2 separate regions of the Sus scrofa genome follow, and region 1 is linked to region 2. A link is a contact called in public HiChIP or PLAC-seq data. All regions are on one chromosome and are shown on one strand. Each heading gives the region's core, a stretch centred on a gene start, on an enhancer-like site or on the middle of the called end of the contact. The rest is flanking DNA. Distances are from core to core; before and after follow the strand shown.

Region 1 (7,022 bases), core at 1,735-4,234, 630 kb before region 2:
TAAGGTGATAGCAAGACATCAAATTGAATGTTCAACAAGTAAAGATTTATGTTTGGGTTTTGACTGAGAAGTTAAGACAAAATATTAGTTCTGGAGTCACTCTTAAAAGAGTTTAAAGCACAAGCCAGAAGTACTTTCCAATCCTTCCTGAAGCGGGGAGGGTAAAGAGAGAATACGTTTATTTAAGATTTTTTTTTTCACTTTAAATCACAGCATGTCTATGGTTTAAAAAAAAATTAAGCATAGTATAGAAGGTCATAAAGTGAGAAGTCCCTTCCCTCCAGATTTCCAGTCCCATTCTTCCAAGGTAACCAGTCTTGGGCCCTTATGTTTCCTTCCAGAATATGTCCAGGCATATATAAGAATTTACGTGCTTATTGCAACTAATGGGATCCTACTATATGAGTTGTTCTGTGTCTTTTTGTTTTTACTGGAGGTATTTAGGATATCTTTTTACGTATTAACATGTGACATCTGTGCTATTCTTCAGTGGCTACATTGTATTCCATCATAACCTTATTCCATACTGTAGTTAATCCCCAAGTGATGATCATTTAGGTTATTTTGTGTATTTGCTATTCTAAAGAATGATTAAAATCTGTATGTTTAGAAGTTCTCAATTTGTATGAGTTTACCCATGAAATTTTTTTTTTTTTTTTTTTTTTTTTTGGCGAGGCAGTGAATGTTTAGTGAGGCAATGTTTATTTAAAGAGAGAAGATAGGTGTGCAGAAAGCACAGGCACAGACAGGCTGGGGGGGGTGGGGCAGGGTAGAGAGGGAGAGAGAAAGAGACAGACACAAAGAGCAAGAGAGGAAGAGAGCCTATAAGATAAATTTTTAAAAAGCAAAAATTTTGGCACAGAGAGTATGTTCACTTAAAGTTTTGACAGACATTGCCAGATATGACACTGCTATTTAGATTTTTTTTTTTAAACCTTTACTAACCTGATGGGTAAAAATGATATATTATTGTTTCACTTAGCGTATTTTATTCCTCATTTAATACTGAAGATCTTTTCATAGATTTATTAACAATAGGACCTTGGCTATTTTCATAAGTTTTTTTTTTTTTTGAGTAATTTCTCTTCAGCAGTGTTCTGTAGGTTAGTTAGGGATAAGGAGGAAATGTAAAGCCTGATTCATGCCTCTCAGGGATAATCTAGGGGGCTAGGTCATATATATTACAGAAGCATAACATTTCAAGATAGTTTTTACATCACAGGAACTTTAGGGGAGTAGTGAGGTGAGGGGAGACTGGTTTGGGAGGGAGGATGGAATTCGTTTTACACATGTTAAGATGGAGTTACTGACTGCATTGGATTAAAGATAGGTCTTTTGAAAGGTTTTCTGCTAAAAACATCAGCAATTGCATGCTGCTTATTTCTAGTGTAGATTTATGTAAGGAGCTTTGTCATCCACACAGTTACACACACACACACGCACGTGCATGCACACTCTGTATATACATATATACATACATACACATATATACATATATACACATATATACACATACATACACATACATATATACATATATACACATATATACATATATATACACATATACACATATATACATATATACACATATATACACATACATACACATACATATATATACACATATACACACACACATATATATATACACACACACACACACACACACACACACACACACCCTTAAGATGAAAAAAAATGTCTTAAGTGTTTTAGGCATATGGTATTCCTTTCAGAGGTTGGGACTAGGAAAGATTTGAAAGTAATATCATGGAAGCCACTAGTGAAACCAGGAGGGAGGCTCAGTTACTAATACATTGAAAGAAGAGCTGAAAGCCAAGGAACACTTGTGAGGCACAGTGAGAGGGAAGAGCAGAAGGACCTTAGCAGGTGAGGTGATTGGATAGTGGGTTTTTCAAGTTCCGTTGTGTTCTGGTTTTCATTGGTAAGAGCCTTGGGACTTCCAGATACATGGGCATGCACGTGATGTGTGTGTGTGTGTATGTTTGGAGTCCTTGGCATGAATCAAATGCAGCAGAGATGCCATTGAGTCTTGGGTTTTCTGCTCTGCTTTCTGTGGGGGTTGGGAGCAGGTGGAACTTTCTGGCAAGAGTACCTCCCGTGGTCTTTGCTTGGCTGATCGTGTGCCTCCTTGGCATTGCAGCTGCCTCAGGCAATGCCCGCCCTCTCTGTTCTCAGCAGATAGTACCTTGTTGCCGCCTAGGGGAGTGAGGGCAAGGGTGAGTGGGCAGGGTGTCCTAGCCAGGCCTGTTGCTCCTGGCCTCTGGCCCTTTGCTGACCGTCTGCCTCTGGCCTGGGGTTGCTGTTCCTACTCCCGATGCCCTTGATGGAAGGCTCTGGCACCTGCCCTGGATGTCATTTCCCTTTTCTGTCCATCTCTAGCTGTTTTACATTTTATTGGGATTCCTCACAGCTTCTGGTTTCTTTTGAATTTTTGAGCATGGTGTGTAATGATTGACCAACATTGTTTTGCATTATTTCCAGGGTTTGGTGAGGAAAAGAGGGGAAGGAGGCATTGCATTTTGTGCTCAGTTGGCTGTCTTGGTTTTCCTTGTTAGTTTTTTGTTCAATCTCTTCTTTTAGCTTACAGGGTTTATTCGTACTTTAGAAAGGTTTCATATTGATCCTGGATCGAGAAGTTACTTTGATAGTTTGGTCTAGCCTACCAGCTTTGACAGGAAAATTTCCTATAAATTGATAGAAAATTTGCAAAGGCTATGAACAGGGTAATAGCCTTATTCACAGCAAAAGAAATGAAATGCAAATTAAAATCATCTTGAAAACAATTTTCACCTTTCAGCTGGCAAAGATCAAAAAGTTTGATTAAACTGCGGTGACTGTGAAGTGGAAAAACAGGCATTGCCAAAGGGAGGGGAAGTTGGCGACCTCTAAAGGCAGCTAGGCAGTGTGGGGGAGGGAAAATAATCTTCCCTCTCTCCTTCTGAGTTCTTAGCTGAAGCCCTTGTGATAAAAGATCATCAGGAGAAAAGCAGAAGTTATTAACTTGCATTCCTCATGTATACATGGGAGACAGCTAGAGAAAAATGAGTAACTCCCAAGGTGGCTTAGAATTCAGGTCTAAATACTATCTTAATAGGGAAAGGGAGGGGTGTAGGCCTCTAAAGGGAGTGTAAATGGTTTTTAGGAAAGGCGAAGAGGCCTTAGAAGAATAGATGAGAGAGAGGTAGTTGGTGACAAAGTTTGTCTCAACGTCCGGTCACCTTCTTGCTCTCCTGTGCTAAGAGTCATTCTTCCCTGGTTGATGAAACTGATTATGATTGGAGTTCCTTTTGGAGAATCTGTCCTTAGGCAGGTAAGGAGGGTTCAGAAAAGGCCTCACCTTGCAGTTGCTGTTTTTCAAGTGCCTGCAGCTCAAAATAAACTGCCAAAGTGGCATATTTTGAGGTGGCATGTTCTGCTGCCTTTTAGCAGTATCTACCAAAATTAGAAATGCACATCATCTTTGTCCCAGCAATTCTGTTTCTCTGGATTTATTGTACCTATATACTGATAACATGCGTATATATACCAGATACTTATTGGAGAATGATTTGTAATAAGCTACTTAAATGTCTCATCAATATGGCATTTATGGAGTTAAAAACTGGAATGTGATAGAGTTGTAAAAATAAATTAAGTGCTTTATGAAAAGATATGTAACGATTTCTAATATATATTAACTGGGTAAAGTAAAGAGGCATATATAATGTGTTATGGTGTGTGTAAAAAGGAGAAAATATGTTTGTCTATACATAGAAAATCTGTGAAATGATCCTAAGAGACTAGTAATATTTTCTGAGTCGAGAAACTAGGTGGTTAGGAAAAGGGATGGAGGAGAGACTTTTTACTATATACTCTTGGAACCCTTTGTATTTTGTACCATATACATTATAGGGTTGAAAAAATAAAATACAAATAAAAAATCAAGTCTGACTTAAATTTTCAGTAATGGCCTCTATGATGATATTTTCATTGTTGCCTTTTCTAGGAGAGGTGGGATGGAATTATGCTCTTTTGAAAATTCAGCATCCATGGACCTGATTAAATCCCCACAGAAATTTTTTTTTCTTCTTAGGGCCGCACCTGCGGCATATGGAAGTTCCTGGGCTAGGGGTCAAATCAGAGCTTTAGCTGCTGGCCTACACCACAGCTACAGCAATGCCAGAACTGAGCTGAGTCTGTGACCTACACCACAACTTGCAGCAATGCCAGATCTTTAACCCACTGAGCAAGGCCAGGGATCGTATCTACATCCTCACGGATACTAGTTGGGTTTGTAACCTGCTGAGCTACAACGGGAACTCCCAGTAAATTTTTAATTGATTGCTTTTTGGGTACTACAAGAAAAGTAAAATATGGTTTATTTAATTGAGAACAAATTGCTCTGATTCTCATTTCTTTTTATCTGATTTTTATCCTGTTAATTTTAATGTAGCAAAGAGAAGGGAAATTGAGTCCATGGCAGAGCCAAGGGAGCCCATAACTAAAATACTTACTGCCAGTAAACCAGTACTTGCTCAGCTAACCATTTTGATCCACACTTAGGTGTTTATGCAATAAACTGTTGTTAGGCTCACAGCGCTAACTCTTAATTAGCGTGAGTCCCCAGATAAATAGAGAGGACTTGATAAACAAGTTGTGGAGTTTTTTTTGTTTTTTTTGTTTTTTTTGTCTTTTCTTCAGCTGCCCCTGCAGCATATGGAAGTTCCCAGGCTAGTTGAATCGGAGCTGCAGCTGTTTGCCTATGCCGCAGTCACAGCAACACCAGATCCTTAACCCACTGAGTGAGGCCAGGGATTGAACCCGCAACCTCATGGATACTAATTGAGTTCGTTATTGCTAGGCCACAGAGGGAACTCCTGGAGTTCTTTCTTGTTTGTTAAAAAAATTCATTGAGGTATATTCAAGAGTTGCAGGGATTATTAGACAATTTGGAAGGTTTGATAGGAAATAGTGCCTTTAAGTAGGTGGTAGAGGTCAAAATCTGCTGTATATTCTCTGGAGTTATGAAGTTAATGTGGAATCCCCAAAGGACCATGACTTATTTTGTTTTTGCTGAATAAGTTCAGTTTTGAATAAGATACGAAAGAAAGAATTTATTTGGGGAAACTAAGTGAAAGAGCATTCCAGGACACCAGGTAAAATAAATGTGATATCCCAGTATCTCACGTGATAATATAGGTGAATAAGTAATTTAACATGTAAAAGTAAACATAGTGGTTCTGATAGAAAATATCCGTTAGTCTGATTTGTTGGCACTTTTTTTGGGATATGTATGATTTTTGGATTTGATTTTTTAATTAAAAATTTTTTATTTTGAAATAATTATAGACTCATAAGTTGCAGAAATAGTACAGAGAAGTCCCATGTACCTTTCACCCAGCTTCTTCCAAGATTTAGATAACTATTGTACACTAATAAAACTAGGAAACCAATATTGACTGAACAAAATAGACTATAGGCTGTATTTGGATTTCTCCACTTTTTACGTGCACTCATTTTCTTTTGTGCATATAGTTCTATGAAATTTTATCACATGTATAGGTTCACTTCACCACCACCACAATCAGGATTCAGAACTTTTCAGGCCCCAGAAGTGAAATTTCGTTGTCAACCCTACCTTCTTAGCCTGCCACACACATCCTGGCAACCATGGGTCTGTTCTTTGTCACTACAGTTTTGTCGTCTTGAGTGTTACATAAATGGAGTCATGGTATTAATCTTTTTTGTTTGTTTGCCAAAACTCTTTTTTATTTTTTATTTATTATTTTTTTTTAGGGCTGCACCTGTGGCATATGGATGTTCCCAGGCTAGGGGTCGAATTGGAGCGGTACCTGCCAGCCCACACCACAACTCCAGCAACACAAAACGCCTTTTTAATAAAGAGTTTCAAACATTCAGAAAAGTAGAGAAACTAGTATAAGGAACACCATTTACTTCATCCTTCCAGAAATAATAATTGTTAATAGTTTTCCATGTTGTTTGCTTTGTCTCTGTTTTGTCCTGAATCATTTGAGAGTAAGTTGTGGACATGTCAACGTGTTTCTTTGTTCCTAAATGTGTAAGCACACATCATCCAAGAATCAGGTCATTTTCCTACTCACTTATATTATCATTATGTCATCTGTGTCCATAATATCTCCTATTTAGTCCATATCAAGTTTCCCTAATATCCTCAAGATTGGATCTCAAGATTGAGTGGGTTTCTTGTAGTGTTGTGTTTTGTTTTTTCTTTTTCAAATCTGGGTTTGTTTAGGATTTACATTTGACATTTGGTTGTTGTATCCCTTTAGTCTCAGTTTAGAACAGCTCCCCCCACATACATACTTTTATTTTCATGATACTGACTTTTTTTTTTTTTTTTTTTTGTCTTTTTAGGGCTGTCCCCACAGCATATGGAGGTTCCCAGGCTAGAGGTCAAATTGGGGCTATGGCTGCCATAGCAATGAGGGATCTGAGCCGCATCTGCGACCTACACCACAGCTCACCGCAACGCCAGATCCTTAACCCACTGAGCGAGGCCAGGGATTGAACCCGCAACCTCATGGTTCCTAGTCGGATTCGTTTCCGCTGCGCCATGACAGGAACTCCTGATACTGACTTTTTGATGAACCCAGGGCAGTGGTTCTTTACAGTGTCCTGTATTTTGCATTTGTCTGAATAGTTCTTCATGGGGGTCCTCTGATTTGCTTCTCTATCCCCAGCTTATCCTTTTAGGCACTCAAAGCATTTTATGATTTCCCTCCCTTCAATTTAAGATGTGTTTTGTGGCCCAGAATGTGGTTTATCTTGGTGAAATATTTAATGCGAGCTTGAGAAGAATTGTATTCTGCTGCAGTTGGATGAAGTAGCTGTAGATATCTGTTGTATCCATTTGATTGATAGTGGTGTTGACATCAGCTATATCCTTACTGATTTTCAGCCTACTAGATCTGACCGTTTCTGATAGTGGAGTGTTCAAGTCTCCAGCTATTATAATGAATTCATCTTTTTCTCCT
Region 2 (7,446 bases), core at 3,862-6,361:
CAGTGCCCAGCCTCCTCAGCCTTTCTGCTTTACCAACCCCCTCTGGGGCACAGGGAAGTGTGTGGGGAGTGGGAGACAGTGGATGGGGGTGGGGTGGGGGCAGAGGAAATACCATTTAGAGCAGGGAGCCCTTCATCTAAACTGCAAACTGTCCTTCGGAAGAAAAGCAGCCAGCCAGACAGCGTGTAGCCAGATGCTTTCTGCCCAGGAGATGGAATGTGGAACATGGCAACAAAGACACAGACACACACACACAGACACACACACACATCTTGCCCCTTCCTCCTTCCCAGGAGGGAGAAAACTCCACCAGGAGAGGAAATGAGAACTAGGGCTTATGGTGGTCCCTTATTGCCCCACCTGGTTTGGGGGCAGCTGTGTTTAAAGCCCCCTGAGTAGGGGCAGCTAAGGGCTGGAGTTGGGCTGCACAGCCTTGAGTATAAAACCAACCAGCCGATAGATAATGACTTGGGCAAAGCCTCACAGTTTTGCTTTTCTGAGAGATACGGGCCCCTTCCCTGCTTCTCTCCCTCCCTCCCTTCCTTTTGATACTGAAGATGTGAACCAATGTGGCCACAATCCATCCCAGCTGGACACCCCTCCCCTGCCCATCCCTCACAAATAGGAAGAACCAGGGTGGATCCTGGGCATCTGTCTCCTGCCAGCGCCCCTGACAGCTGCTCCCAGAGAGCCAGGGAAAGATCTCAATGGTCTGGAGGCCCCCAAACAAAGTCCCATCCCCAAGCCCCTCCCAGGCTGCTGGCTGAAACATATGGATGGGCCGTGGTCCCCAGCAGGAAACAAACTGAGTGACAGGGGGATGCAAGGGAGATTTACCGCCAGGTTAGGAAAGAAGGGACTCTGGGTCATGCAGCCCACCCTTTTTCCCCAAGCAGAAGGCTTTTATAGAGTCAGCGGTGGCATTGCGGGGTGGAGGCGGCAATGACGATGGTGGAGGGAGGAGGAAGGCTCCTTGGGGCGAGGCTCAGGAGGGAAGACAGCTGGGCTGGCACCTTCCTCTCCCTTCAGGGTTCCAGGCTTGGACTCTGGGCCCCAGGAATAACCGCTAAGGTAGGTAAGGTCAAAGGAGAAATACTGGCCTAGGATGGCAGCTCACCCTGATTCAGGCCCTATGTCCCATCTAGTTTCTGCTCAACATTGGAAAATTACATAATGACAGCCATAATCCTTACTGCAGCTGGAATTTACTGAGTGTTTACTATGTGCCAGGCACTGTTTTAAATACTTTCATGCAGTGTCGTGTTTAATTCTTATAACAAGTCTACCATCATCCCCATCAAGAGGAGGAAACAGAGACACAAAGATCAATGCACCTGTCTATAGTCGCCTGGCCTGTGAGTGCTGGAGCTGGGATGTGAACTGAGGCAGGAACACCTGGGCCAGGCTCCCTGCCCATTTCAGAGGAAATGTGAACTGCAGCGATGGGCTTCTGCGGGTGATGGACATGTGCACACGAGGAAATCCTTCTCCCTGCCTACAGGTTGCCAAAAGCACACCCACCACCACCCAGGAGGGCAGGCAGCAGTGCAGGGGCTTCAGGATGCATCAAGACCACCTAGACCAGTCTATGCTGTGGCTCAGCGGGTTAAGAACCTCGCTAGTATCCATGAGGTTTCTGGTTTGATCCCTGGCATTGCTCAGTGGGTTAAGGATCCAGCATTGCATGAGCTGTGGTGTAGGTCGCAGATGTAGCTCAGATCTGGCATTGCTGTGGCTGTGGCATAGGCCGGCAGCTGTAGCTCCGATTCAACCCCTAGCCTGGGAACCTCCATATGCCTTATGGGATCCAAGCCGTGTCTGCAACCTACACCACAGCTCATAGCAACGCCAGATCCCTGACCCCCTGAGAGAGGCAGGGATCAAACCTGCATCCTCATGGATACTAGTTGGGTTCTTAACCTGGGGAGCCACAACGGGAACTCTGACACATGTTAAATAAAGGGGTCCCTAAAGACTCCTGAGAAGGAAACATACCAATTCGCTCTTTCCCGCTTCTTACCTTCCACACCCCCTACCCCCACCCTCCGACACCCCTAGTGCCCACTCCCCCCGCCTTAATACAACCTCCTCCCCCTTGCACACTGTTCTCTCCTGCTTCCTACCTCTACTCATGCCCATCTGAGCGTGAAAACGCCCGTCTCCACACTTCTTCACCTGGAAGCCCCAACACAGCCACTGAGTATCTTTCCCTGAGAGACAGCCTCCCGCCCCTCCCCGCCTCCTGTTGTCCCCACCCCCCCGCCTCCCCCGCACCCCATGAGTTCTTCCTCCTCCAGATGCTCAGACGGTCTGTGCAGACCTCTGTCACCGCACGCAGCACAATGACTGGCAGTTCCTGATTTATCTGTGTGTGTCACCCGTCAGACGAGGAACCCAGTGGCGGGCCAGGGTCTCTTCCATTTTCCCACTAGCATGCTGCCTGGCACGTAGCAGGTGCTCAGCTAATAAATGAATGACCCTCTGGGTGGAAAGGCCACCCACCTTTCTACACATGGAGCATGAGAGGGAGAGAGAGCGCGGGAGAGGGAGGGAGAGAGAGAGTGTGCACAAGAGCAAGTGCGAGTCAGGCAGCTGGGAGTGTGCAAGGTCAACGTTCAAGAGGGCAGGAGTCAATGTGCTCTGCTCGTCGGAAGGCAGCCTGTGGCAGGCGGGCAGCTGAATTCCCATCTAGTGGGAAGAAGCCTCTCCAGCCAAGAGAACAGAACGGGAGGGCTGGGCTGGGCTGGACACCTAAGCTGTGAAGCCACAGGTTCGTGTCAGGCTGAGACATGCAGCCCCAGGTTCGGGAGTGCCCTGTCACTGCTCCCTACCCACTCCTCAATTTCTGCCACCCAGCGGACCTTACAGGCCTGGGCTCCCCAGGCCCCGGGACACGGGGCACCCAGGTGAACTGAGCTGTTTTGGACTCAACCAGGGCACTGTGCCTGGGTTCCAGGATTTCTTGGACCTGTGAAATCTGAGGGTTGCCAACGTTTTATTTTGCTAAAAGGATGTTTTTTAGAAAGCTTCCATCCATCATTTCATAAAAGAAAGGACAATGCCAAGATAGTAGGAAGGATGCAATCTCAGAATAATAGCCGGTCCTTCCCGGATAGGGCGGTTGGCGGCTGTTCAAATCACGCCATACATAAACCACGCTGGTGCAGAACGCAATGTAGACCAGCTTTGGTTTGAGGCCTGGCCCCCCGAAACCGCTCAGCTAGGGCTCTCCCAGCTGGTACTTGTGTCTAACAGGCCTCCTTCCAGCCCCGATTCCGGGCCAAGGCACTTACTGGTCTTTTGGACCCGGAGAGGAGGCCCAGCACAGGAGTTAGGACACAGGACAGGGAAATGTCAACTGGAGAAAAAGGAGAAAACTCTTTGTCCTCCGGGGTGTGCTGGGAAGACGGGTAGGGGCAGGGGAGAGGGGTGTACCCCGCCAAGCTCCCCTCTGGCTCTGCTTCCCCAAACTGGGTAGCACGGTGGCCAGTGGTGGGGGTGGGGGACAGCAGCTGCCCCAGGCTGCAGGCGCCGGGCATTCCTACTCTAAGCTCCCCACATGTCCCCAGAGTCCCCAGCCCCCTTTATAAGGCACAGGGAGCCAAGGAGTCTGTGTGGCCCCGCCAAGTCAGCCCGGAGGCCCGGAGGAGGGAACCCAATCCGAGGTGAGGTGGAGCCGCCCTCCTGTGCCAGCCCTAGGAGCTGCCGCCTGCAGCTTCCCAGAGCCCCTGGCATCTGACCTGTGGCCCTCTGGGTGCCCTGGGGGCCTGGGATCCAGCCAAGGAAGAGAAAGCCAGATGCCTGAGAGGGCCTGGGGGGTGGGTGGCGCTCATGCCCCCCGGGCGCTGCACGCTTTAAATAGCTCAGCTTCTCTCAGCCTAGCAGCCCGCCAGCTTCTTCTTACACTTTCCACACCAGAGACGGCTGATTTCTGGGTCTGGATGGGGAGCGGGTAAGAGGACGGGGTGACCTGGCCTCCATGGGCAGCGGAGTTGAGGAAGGAAAGCAAAGTTCCCTCTGTTCCTCTACAGCTCGTGGGACTTCATCCTCCAGGCCAGGCAAGCATCCTCAGCCCCTGATGGGTGAGGGCCTCATAAGCTCTCCTGTCTCCCAAGGGAGACGTGTGTACCCAAGCCAGGCCACACTCTGCTCAATAAACCCAAGACCAACACCCACATCCCAGAGAGCCTCCATGGCCTCCCTCCCTGCCCCAGGTCCGATTCCCGCAGGGCCCACTCTTGGTGGGGCCATGACCCACCACCGCCCCAGAACCTCCTGGGGCCCCTGCTCCTTCCTGCTGCCCCCGCCAGGCTCCTCTAGCCCGGCTCTGTCTTTGGCAGCCTCAGCATTCACCAGTCCAACCATCACAGCTCCTTCTGTTTAGGTGGCACTTTACAGTTTACAAACTATCTTCACAGCCTCATTTCATAAGAACTTTCCAACCACCCCGCACAATGCACAGGGTAGATATAAATAATCCCCCTTTTAGAGCCAACGAGACCAAGAGCCAGCGAGATTAGGGGATATATCTGAGTTCATAGGTCAAATCACTGATACAATCGAGACCGAAACCCAGGCCTTAACCATGTGCCCTGTACGAAGAATGTCCCCTCTTGCCGCGCCCCTCCCCTTCTCCCACTGTCTGGCAAGAGGGGACAGAGGAACATTGACAGGAACACAAGACAAGGGTGAGGGAGGGCAGGGTCACACGTCTTCTCTCCCAGGCCCTGAACCCTGCTGCTGGCTCCATAGGTCACTTTCACAACCCAGGACAAAAATCTCACTAGATACGGCCTCAGACCGCCTGGCTCCAGCCACCCTCGCCGGCAGACGCAGACACACAGAGAACAGGCTGTTATCTCTCCTCTCCAGCCCGTTTCCTACACTTCTCACACAGCAGATTTCTTCCAGCCTGGCTGCCTCTCCCAGTCACCACCCACAGCCACTGGCCCCTGGGGCCTGGCCAAGTCCCCTAGACAGTGACGCCGAGTCCCTGCTATCAGACAGTCGCCTCTGCCCTCCCAGCCGCCGCCCCCAGAGTTCCCTGGAAATGTCCCTTCTGCAGGCCCGGCCCCCACGGCGACGCATGGCTTTGTCTGCACACACAGCTGACTTGTGTTTGCAGGGACAGACAGGGGCTGGCGCTGGGGCCAGAGCCAGGAGGCGCTGGGAGGGTAGGGCAGACGACGGGGAAAACACAAAGTCCAGAGAACAAACTGTTGCAAGCAAGCCCTCTGGGGTCATTTGGGAGCCTGACAGCAAGGAGGGGGCTGGCGAAGCCAGAAGCTCCTCGAAGACAGGGATGGGGTACTTTACAAAGATACTTCGTCTGGTCTGAGTACAGCAAAGCTGTGCCAGCCAGGAAGGGTAGGTTGACAGAGGTGGGGGCCTGGGGACAGATGGCAGGGAGAGACAGGGCCTTGAGACCATCTACACTCCTTTCTCTGAAGCCCCACCCCAGCGCTCTGCCCCCTAGGTATACAGCGGGTGCTCTATAGGTGCTTGTTAAGCTCAGTCAGCCTCCAGCCATCTTGCCCCCATGGGGTTCTCATTCCAACCAGCTCTCAAGCAGGCTGCCTCTTCTGTCGGGGCTGGAGGGAGAGGAATGGGGCACCCGGGGCAATGCACCAGCACAGTATGTTTTTGAACTTCCCTTTTATAAGGCAGAAGAGCCACAGTGTCTGCGTGGTCACACCACGATTACAGGGAGAGGATGTGCACGCACCCCGGGCCACAGAGGCGCACAGGGGAAAGAGCTGTAGTAAGTGTCCCTCGCCTTCCCGCAGCCCCTCTTCCGACTTTGTCTGTTTTGAACTCTGGGCTACTTAACCAGATTCTGAAATGAAGCCACAGCTGCTGAAATGCATAGGGGTCATAATAAATCAAGCTTGGGGGTGGGGAAGGGAAGTTTAAAAAAAAAAAAAAAAAAAAGGCAAGGCATGGCAGCAGCAGGGAAGAAGGCTTTTCACAGTGTGGCTCCTTCTCCGGAGTGACACTCTGGGCTGGGTGCCGGGGAAACCTTAGAAGGGCTCCTTTGGGATTGAGCAACCAGGCTGCCTCGGCTCACACCCCAGGGTCCTCACTTCTTAATAATTTAGAATGTCAGAAATGAGACAGCATGCAGGCGTGCATGCTCTGTCTTCCTTTTGACTTTGCGGGCCTCATGTCCTGTCCTCTCAGGCTTGGTGGGCAGTGAGGAGTGGACCAACTAGTTGAAGATGCCGCCACTCCTTCCTCTGGCTTAGACAGGTGACAGAGGCTTGAAGCCTCATCTGAGACATGATCCACTTCCTCTGTGGCCAGGGCCTGTCATAGGAGACTTAAACTGCCCCTGACCATGGAGCTGCCAACAAAGGGGCACTCACAGATGCCCATGTGCCCAGGGCATCAGAAGCGCCCACTCAACAGGACCCACTGTAACTCAGAGTTGCAGCCTCCAGCCCCTGGGACTGCCAAGTGGAGCAAATCAAACTGACCTGAGTTCCCTTTGACTTTTTTCATGAATCACGATGGTTCTGGGCTGGAAACTAGTGGGTGGGATGGCCACGGAAGAGAAGCTGAGGCCAGCCGGGGACAGCCTGGTGGAGAGGGACACCTCTGCCCCCTGTTCCCACTGACAGGCAGGGAGCAGCAGACCCTGAGTAACCAGAGCTCAGGTCTGGAAACCATCTCCAGATTCTTTCAGCCATAAGATGACAATGGAGAGATCACATGGCCACTGTTCTATCTGCAGGGGAGGAGGCACCAATCGAGTCATCTGAAAGGCATCTTCTTATCTCATTTTCCCCCACTTACTTTCTACCTTCTACCTGGTCCTGCCCCATGCCCAAAACAAATACCCCTCCAGCCAATAGAGGCACTTGGGCAGCAGGACAGTCTGAGGAGGTGTGGTATAGGGCAATGGGGGTGGGGAGGCACTGGGGTCCAGCTCCGCTTCTACCACTGACTGGCTGTGTGACTTCAAGTGTCTGTGTGACTTCAAGTGTATTTCCTAAGCTTTCTAGCACTTCCCCCGCCTTTTCTATCACTTTCTTTAGCCACATGTAGAATGGAACTAATAATGCCCACCTTGCAAAAGTCTAATGAGTACTTAGGGTGCACAGTATCTGCACACAGCCAGTGCACGATAAATGCCTGCAGAGTGACTGCCGTCCTGGAAGGGGGAAAAGGACAGTGCTCTCAGCCAGACACCTGACAGGAACCCTTAGACCCTGGGGGAATGGCACTATGCAGGCCCACCCTGGGGGTCTGGAAGGGACTCCCAGACCAGAGGTGTCTTGTCTCAGGGCTGGGGCCCCACAGAGGCTGGAAACTGCAACACCAGAGGGTGACTGTGGCAGAGTCACCATTGTATGGCTGAAATCTTCCTTGTGGGAAAACGCAGAGGACCCAAGGTGCTGGGCTGGACTGGGAGGGGCCTGCAGGCAGGTGAGGCTTGCCTTGCGT

The links. HiChIP or PLAC-seq counts read pairs in DNA pulled down with a chosen protein or histone mark.
Region 1: an H3K27ac HiChIP or PLAC-seq map of alveolar macrophages shows a contact between it and region 2. The contact joins two enhancer-like sites. A contact is called at or near these places in 2 of 2 datasets of contacts at active chromatin or transcription factors (alveolar macrophages and skeletal muscle).

Annotation. Positions count from the first base shown.
Region 1 is chr1:99,003,308-99,010,329 of Sscrofa11.1, reverse strand. The region is part of intron 1 of DYM (dymeclin); the gene reads left to right. Among named protein-coding and RNA genes, the nearest start is that of DYM, 18 kb to the left of the region's middle. Within about 2 kb of position 2,984, at least 8 of the 83 cell types and tissues checked have an H3K27ac peak or open chromatin away from gene starts, as enhancers often do. A contact at or near this core is called in alveolar macrophages, where this site is marked.
Region 2 is chr1:98,373,461-98,380,906 of Sscrofa11.1, reverse strand. All of the region lies in intron 9 of CTIF (CBP80/20-dependent translation initiation factor), which reads right to left. Among named protein-coding and RNA genes, the nearest start is that of TRNAD-GUC, 150 kb to the right of the region's middle. Within about 2 kb of position 5,111, at least 51 of the 83 cell types and tissues checked have an H3K27ac peak or open chromatin away from gene starts, as enhancers often do. A contact at or near this core is called in alveolar macrophages, where this site is marked.